Regions from separate parts of the Oryzias latipes genome. Here region 1 is linked to region 2. The links are chromatin contacts, called in public Hi-C maps. All regions are on one chromosome and are shown on one strand. Each heading gives the region's core, a stretch centred on a gene start, on an enhancer-like site or on the middle of the called end of the contact. The rest is flanking DNA. Distances are from core to core; before and after follow the strand shown. Region 1 holds the start of ero1b (ERO1-like protein beta). Region 2 holds the start of LOC111947380 (histone H2B 1/2).

The links. Hi-C and Micro-C count contacts between places; a contact is called where the count stands out from the background.
Region 1: a contact with region 2 is called in a Hi-C map of embryo, with 5 times the contacts expected there. The contact joins the promoter of ero1b here to the promoter of LOC111947380 in region 2. A contact is called at or near these places in 5 of 5 Hi-C or Micro-C datasets (embryo, fibroblasts and gastrula embryo).

What each region holds. Positions count from the first base shown.
Region 1 is chr1:3,965,679-3,969,796 of ASM223467v1, reverse strand. It overlaps ero1b (ERO1-like protein beta), which reads left to right and starts at 1,372. Exons shown (of 16, transcript XM_023954348.1): 1 at 1,372-1,878. The coding sequence starts at 1,717.
Region 2 is chr1:3,750,753-3,754,677 of ASM223467v1, reverse strand. It overlaps LOC111947380 (histone H2B 1/2), which reads left to right and starts at 1,660. Exons shown (of 1, transcript XM_023954411.1): 1 at 1,660-2,481. The coding sequence starts at 1,843. The coding sequence ends at 2,217.

The DNA of each region.
Region 1 (4,118 bases), core at 123-2,622, 220 kb before region 2:
ATCTTCATTCTTCTTCTTCCACTTTCGGCTTCTCCCATCAGGGGTTGCCACAGCGAACAAGTCGCATGGTAAATTTGGCAATGTTTTACGCCGGATGCCCTTCCTGACGCAACCTTCTCTAACCGGGCTTGGAACCGGCAGAGGTAGAGAAGGGAACAGGGAGCAGCCTGGAGTTGAACCCGGGTTTCATGGACGGAAGGCGCCGCAAACCAGCACAAGCTAAACTGGCTCCCAGGAAGATTTTATCTTCATGTTATAACTTATTGCAGCTGCAATATATATTATTTCAAACTTGAAGTTATAATTTAAACGGTTGGATGTGCTTTGTGTTTGGTCTAAAGATGAATGGGGACATCAAACCAAACTAGGTTGTTTTTGCAGGAGATGGTTAGTTACCTGATGATGTGGCTGCAAACACAGTTATTTGACAGAAAAATCCAAAACTGCTTTATTTAAATCCCCCACATTAGCCTTTTCATGTGTGCTTAAGCATTTCAGGAGCTTGTTTTTGTGTTGGTTAAACACAGATGGGATTAAAAGGCTGTAAGACAGAGTCAACAGTGCACAAACTTTGTCAGAAGAAAATATTTACCCCCAAAAAAGGACGCAATTGACACTGTATAAATAAGGAGTCTGTAACATGTGGATTATTTATTCCTACATCGCGTGTCTTTGGCTTTAAAAAAATCTTAACTTGATTAAAAGCACATTACTTAAGTTAAGTAGATATTCTAATCGATGCTGTAAAAAACTGTAGTTGTTGTTATAATGATGGAAATTTCATGTTTGACTTGTTTTTTCTTGCATTTTTATTTAAGTACTACAAGTATGAAACTTTTTGTTTTGCCGACAGACAACGCTTTAACAACTAATCTGACTCCATATAAAACTGCAGAAGGAGGATCTGATTTGACACAGAGTGTGCCTTATTTTGAAAGGAACTTGTTTGTGAAAGTAAAGAAGCTAAAGTTCTCTATAGAAAAAAATACAACACTTTTTTAAATTTAAATTGTTACAAATGTTGAAAAGCTTTTAAAGCTTTTTTTCCCCAAAAATAAATTAATGGTCACAGAAACATAAATAAAGTGTATTTTTCTTAAAGTTCAAAATGGATTGGGCTGCTGTTGCTGGTTTTTGGTCAATAAGAAACTGGACCAAAAGTTTTTTTTTATTTTTTGGTGTTAAAAGTCGCAGCCCCCTCGTCTAAACAAAACCAATGAGTGTAGATTTTAATTAAAACAGGAAAATCGTGCAATGTTAAAATGGAGACAGTCCCCGTTGGTCTGTACCTGTGTGGTAATCTTATTGTTTGGTGATACGTGTGGCATAAACGACTAATAATGGAGGACTAAAGTCGGCATCTTATTTTGAAATCTCTAAACGGAAGGAAACTTCTTTCAAATCACGTCAACACGGTACAGACATGGAGGTTTGCGGTCGAAAACTTCGACTTAAATCTTCGCCTTTTCCTGCACAATTAGATGTTTGAACCGAGTGACATGTGCCAAAATGCTATTGTGAGGCTTTTCAGACGAGGGTTGCATCACTTCACCTTCGCTTTGCCGCCGCTGTTAGCCTGCGGATGCTAAACGCAGGCAGCCCGCAGCTACAGCCAAGCTAGCTGCCGACTGTCCCGCACACCGGACTGAGTTCCTCATCGCCCCGACTCGTTCTTTTTTTTGTTCCCCGATCAATGACTCGGTGGTGCGGTGGAGGATGTGGAAATTGACCTCGCGAGCGCTTGGTGGCTTGGTGACAGTTTGGTTCTTCGGGAACTTTGTTTTTTGTTGGTTTCAACACAGCAGCAACAACGGGAGACCGCAAACGCAGCACAGCGACAGAACTTCGGACGGCCAGGATCAGAGCTGCCTCTGCCATGTAAGTCACTCGCCCTCCCGTTAGAGTTTTCTCGTTACACCGGATCGAAAGCCGCCGTAGTGCTGAATGTCACGCAGACATGTAAGACTTGTTTTCCAGGAAGTCTTCTAGCACTTTCCACACAGTCATGTTCTTCTGACGTCACCATGTCCGTGTGATGCTAACCTGCTGCTGTTTTGTGGTGTTTTCTGCTTTTTCTCCGTTCGAAAAAACACGAATATTTGTTTGTTTAGATTTTATCCATCTACTTTCGACACTATCAACACAATCAAATGAAAGGTTTGATTCTATGTGACCCATAAACCCATAATTTATACATTAAAAAAGTCACGTAACTTATTACTTTTTACGCATTGGACAGTATTTTATTTAGCATCAGAGTTACATTTAAATTGTTTTTTTCCCAGTTATTTCTAACTATTTGCTTTGCTCCATTTCAGAAGAATATATATCTGTATTTTTTATTGTACGTTTATTGTATTGTACGCATCACTAAACTTTAGCTGTAATAAACATGATGACGTGACGAAAAATGTTCACAAGTCATATTTTTCAAAGTAGAATTACGGTAAATTAATAATCTGGTCAATTATTTTCTCTCCAAATTATGTTTTTGCCTTTTCAAAGTTAAAAAGCGTGGTGTTTTCTTATTGGTTTCTTCCGTTTCCTGCTCTCTTATGGGAGTTGTAGTTCCTTGTCGTACCTACTACGCTCTGCCTGCCGCAGCGGGGCCTGAAATAAACTACAAACCGGACGGCTTTGGTTGGAGGCGGTTATTCAGTTTGACAGCTGATTTTTTTTTGGAGGCAGGGCTTCCTGCGGGGTTGGGCCTGGAGCAGTTTAATGTCAACTTGTCTGGGAGTGAGGCCGAATTGTTTGCTGACTTATGGAATATAAGTTTAGCAGGAGATAATTCCAGGAGGGAGAAACTACACATCGGAAGGAAGGGCAGGATGCTGAGAGGAACAGGCCGTTTTATCCCTTTCCTGACATTCATTGGGTTGTTAAACTCAGAGGTCGGCCGAGTTTTATTTTATAATCTTTATTTATGATTTGACGATATTTTTTAAACATATTTAAAGAGCTGGAGTCAAAATGGCCTATGTTAATTCCATTTTTAAGTCATTAAATTTCTATTTTTCATTAAAATACTAAACTAAGAAGTGATAAGTGGTGCCATATGGTTGGTTATATGTTTTCCTAATATTGAGTTTTCCTTAATTTTCATAAAAAGGCTAAGACATAAAAATAAAAGTATGTTATGTTGTATTACTGGATTTGGTTGAACAATGGATTCATATTTTATAGTAAACAAATAAGTGTTGCTTTTGTTTTTCATTATATTTAACCTTTCCTGTTGTTAACAGACAGAAATGTGTTTATATAAAATAAAAATTCGTCCCAAAGATATTAGGAAAACAAAAATAATACTGTTTAAAAGATAATAGCTATATATATATTTATTATGAATGTTTAGTTTCCTTTTTTAATCTTCTTTTCTGTTAGGTCACATTTTCCATTTAAAATACAACAACATTTCTTCCAGACATTATTTGGGGTTAAGGATTTTATTATCAATCGGTGAACTCTCTAATCTGGAGTCTCACATTAAATACAGAATTTGTTTATCAAAATGTAAAATTCAAACTCCATTCAAATGAAGTCAGATGGGAAGTTCTTGTAAAATCCTTTCTTCAAGCTTTTTTTTTAAGGTGTTTTCAACCCGAGGATGATGGGAAAGAATTTAGTCCCTACTGAAGAATAATATTTTTTTTCTTTTTAACAGATTTAACAGTAATCTGTTTGTGTTTTATATTTTTGCAATATTATTTTACAAACTTAAGAAGTCGTTCTTTAACATTCTATGTTTATATTGTGTTTAAAGTCTTTTCTCGATTAACCCGTTAAAACCTGCGCTAATATTTGAGCTAACCCTTTACACGTGTTGTCTCCGACTAAGCAGAATTACCTACTGTGGTAATATAGCCCAAACTGTGATATCCACCCATGTTGATGGGTGGATTTGAGAGATTAAAGAGGCTGTTTGCTCCGTTTAGACCACAGGTGCGGGTTAGTGACCTATAGTATGACTTATTAAACAACCCAGAGCCTCCTCATTTGTGGTGTTTAAGTCCCACCCCGTGCTTCATTTGTGTAAGGCTAGCCATGTCAACAGCGAATGTGTGTGTGTGGGTTCAGGTAACACAATTGTGTGCTTCCACAATAGTGGAGAATGTATT
Region 2 (3,925 bases), core at 411-2,910:
TATGTCCATAAATGGCTCATTTTAGTCTGGGTTAAACACCCACTGAATATAAATAAGGACAGAATTCTTCTTTTTAATTCTGCAGACTTCCAGAGACTTTACTACCAAATTGATTTGACTCTTTTCTGTGCAGCTTTTGAATGCTCTGTCATCAATGGAGCCATCGTTGCATCACAGCTCCAGAACCGCCTATAAACTGGATGACAGCGTATTTAGCAGTGCTTCATAGCTTTCATAAACTGCTTAATAAACGTTTTTAATGAGGAGTTTCATGCTTCAGCTTTTACTGGATGAGGATAAATCAACAGTTTTTTGTTTTTTCTGTAAAGATCCACATTAGAGCACATCCACTGGACTTAATGCATCTGTGTAAAAGCTTCACGACTTCCTGAATTGAAACTGAACTTTTTGGTAGTTACATTACGCAGAGTCACTTAATTGTGCATTATCGTTTTTTTTATAAAACAAAACAAAAAACACAGACACTTTTTGTACAAAGTACACCTTTTATTTGCTTATTGGCCACAGTCATAATTTGGTTGACCTTACAAAACTTGTTTCGGTAAGGTCATGGGGTTGGAGTGAGCGTGTCCGCTATGGTGGCCCCCGGGAGGCTGACTGTTGGACAGACAGAGAACCACTGCGGCGTGGAGAGGCTAAGGCCTCCAAAACTTCATCAACTTTTTCTTATTTTCATAATAATAATAAAAAAGATCCTTTAACTTTAAATTTGTTTTCATTTTTCCCCTCTCGGATTCTTGCGGGACAATAAGTATTTAACCCTTGTGCTATCTAGGCACTTTAACATTGGGAGTTGGGTCATCTAGACCCACTAGACAGTGCGCTGAACCTTTTTTTCTTCAATGATTTGTGATCTTCTCTGGTGTCCATGGATTACATGAAATCTTTCCACCTTTGTCATGGTAGGGAGAACACGTCAAAGTAAGGGTGGGGTCATCTAAGACAGCACAAGGGTTAAACTGGTTCATTTGTTAAAAAAAAAAATAGCATTTACTTTATTTTATTTGTTTACATCAAAACAATTAAAAAAATTATATTTTATGAATCAAGAGGAGCAGAGAAAAAACTTAAGGTATCTGCCCCATCATCTGATTATTTTAATGATTATTTTAATTTGAGCAACAAAAATTAATCTTAACAAAACGTGCAAACATTTGCTAAGATATGGCAAAATAAAGGCCGCAAAGGCATTCCTTTGCAGAGTATAGAGTCGAAAGAGACTGTTCTTTCCCAGGAGTCGAATAGAAAGTATCAGCTGCTGAGAGGGAATTGAAGTGCCAGTCACTAATATATTTTATACACCTCACTTAACGTGAAACATTTGTTTTTTTCAGTAACGTATTTTTCTATTATGCGCTGCATGTTTTGATACAAAAATATGTTATTTGTTCCTCACTTCACGTGACCTTGAGGGCGCTAGGGAGCTGTCCAGCTCTAAAACCTAAACGAAAAAGCGAATGCTCTGCCCCTGTTTTCTGTCACGTCCTCGGAGAGAGTGGTCTGAGGCCTTTATTTTACCCTTTTTCGGTCTCGGGACTCATTTTTACCCCTCTTGGTGGATTAACGTGGATATATATTGTTGCTACTTCAATGCAACAAAGATACGTTTCGGTTAAATTGTGGCATTTGATCAACTCACAAGGTAACGAATTCAGCAGTTCGACAGGACCGAACTACCAAGACCGGCCAATTAAATACGAGCAACGACGCACAGTGGCCAATCAGGACGCTGCAACAGCACAGTTGGCTTTGCTTACAAAGGGGATAAATAAGGAATCTCGGTAGAACCAGCAGTCATCTGTGTCGAAGCGGAAAGACAACATGCCTGAACCAGCCAAGTCTGCGCCCAAGAAGGGCTCCAAGAAAGCCGTGACCAAGACCGCCGGCAAAGGAGGCAAGAAGAAGAGAAAGACCAGGAAGGAGAGCTACGCCATCTACGTGTACAAGGTGCTGAAGCAGGTCCACCCCGACACCGGCATCTCCTCCAAGGCCATGAGCATCATGAACTCGTTCGTCAACGACATCTTCGAGCGCATCGCCTCCGAGGCGTCTCGTCTGGCTCACTACAACAAGCGCTCCACCATCACCTCCAGGGAGATCCAGACCGCCGTGCGCCTCCTGCTGCCCGGGGAGCTGGCCAAGCACGCCGTGTCCGAGGGCACCAAGGCCGTCACCAAATACACCAGCTCCAAGTAAACGGACTGATGTGATCCACACAAACGGCTCTTTTCAGAGCCACACACCTGATCTGACGAGTCTCATTCCTCTATGTGGAAGAATAGAAACTGTTAAATGTTCTCAATATACAGTAGTATTTCTTCTGTATATATACACTAAACCATGCTGCAAGAATATGTTGAAAGCAAAAATGATCATTCTAGTGGGTCTGTCGAATTGTTTTGACTTGTCTCCTAATTACCCTAAATCAACTGGAATTGAAATAAAACTTGGGAGATGTGAGTCGTTCTGCTTCGGTGCACTATACTTCCCATGATGCATCGGGTTAAAGCGTCTGTTACAGCGTTGCTGTTTAGCACAAGCACAAACATGGTACAGACTTTAAGCGAGCTCTGAAGTCAGGTTTGAATAAAAGTAATAAACCAGATTATAGTTAAGTGGCCAACAGATGCATTTAAACAAAGTTGAAAATAATTTATCAAATCAAAACATTGGTACATTTAACAATTTTTTTCTTTTAAAACTTAAGAACAAACTTGGAACATGTCAATCTTTTGTGTAAAATTGTTTAGGCGGGTCATTGCATTGTTTTTCAATAATTGCAGTTGCTTTGGCATAAACAAAAATTTCTATAAATCACTTTTTGGGGAAAGAAAATATTTTTTAAATTGTGTGTAAATGTGTTGCATCAAATGTCATTGTAATAAACTGGCGGTAAAATAACTACCTGGGTACATCTTCAACTAATATGAAAACTTTTAGAAATAAAACTTGTGATATTCCCAGGCAAGTTACAGACTTTAAATTGTATATTGGGTTTTTTGTCCCCTATAGTGGTTAGGTTGTGTACTGACTTTTCTCCAGTTTCGTTTTTAAATCTCTTAAGGACCAACTCCAATGAAAATCACGTTTTTGGTGGTTTTAACGTGTTCTTGTAGCACTTTTCTAATGATGGAGGACATAAAATTATTTAGGATCATAACTGTTTCCGAGTATCTCTCTACTCTGTTCTGACTCATCAACTTGCAGACAATAGATTCATTTACATTTTTGTTTTCCTCATCCAAGCTGGCATCTGGTTCAGAACTGTACGACTGAAGAGCTCCAATGTTGATGGGATGATGGGGCATTAGCGGACATTGGTTTATCTAAATTGTCCCTAGGTGTGAATGTGAGTGTGAACGGGTGTTTTAAAACCCCTGTGCTATCTTAGGCCGCATTTACACTGCAGGTCTTTATGCCTACAAATCCCATTTTCTGACTATATCCAATTTTTTTGACGACCCGCTTACATCATCTTTTAAAAGTGACCCATATCATTTACTGCATTTACACTATACAATGCTGAACTATCAAACGTAAACGTTCTGAGGACTACGTAGCAGTATTTCCACCTTCCGTGGACCTTTTACGGACTTTTGTGATTGCGGTTGTCATGGAGGCAAGGCGGCGACAGAAGGAGGCGTTGCCTTGGGCGCTCCTGAGGGGATGCACGGGAGAGGAAAAGGGAGGGCTGCTCGGCTCTCTCTGAGTTTTGAATGAAGAAGTGTTTGCAGAAGTGCTGTACTAACAGTTTGATCCAAGTGTTGAACCTTTCCTGCGCGATGACTTCTCTTTGCCGACCGTAGTCAGAAACGCACGGGAGATTTCCTCAGTGTTCACTTTTCCATTCTGAACCCTCAGCCTCCAGAGGGGGTTAAGAAAGACTCCAAAACTTTTGGGGGAG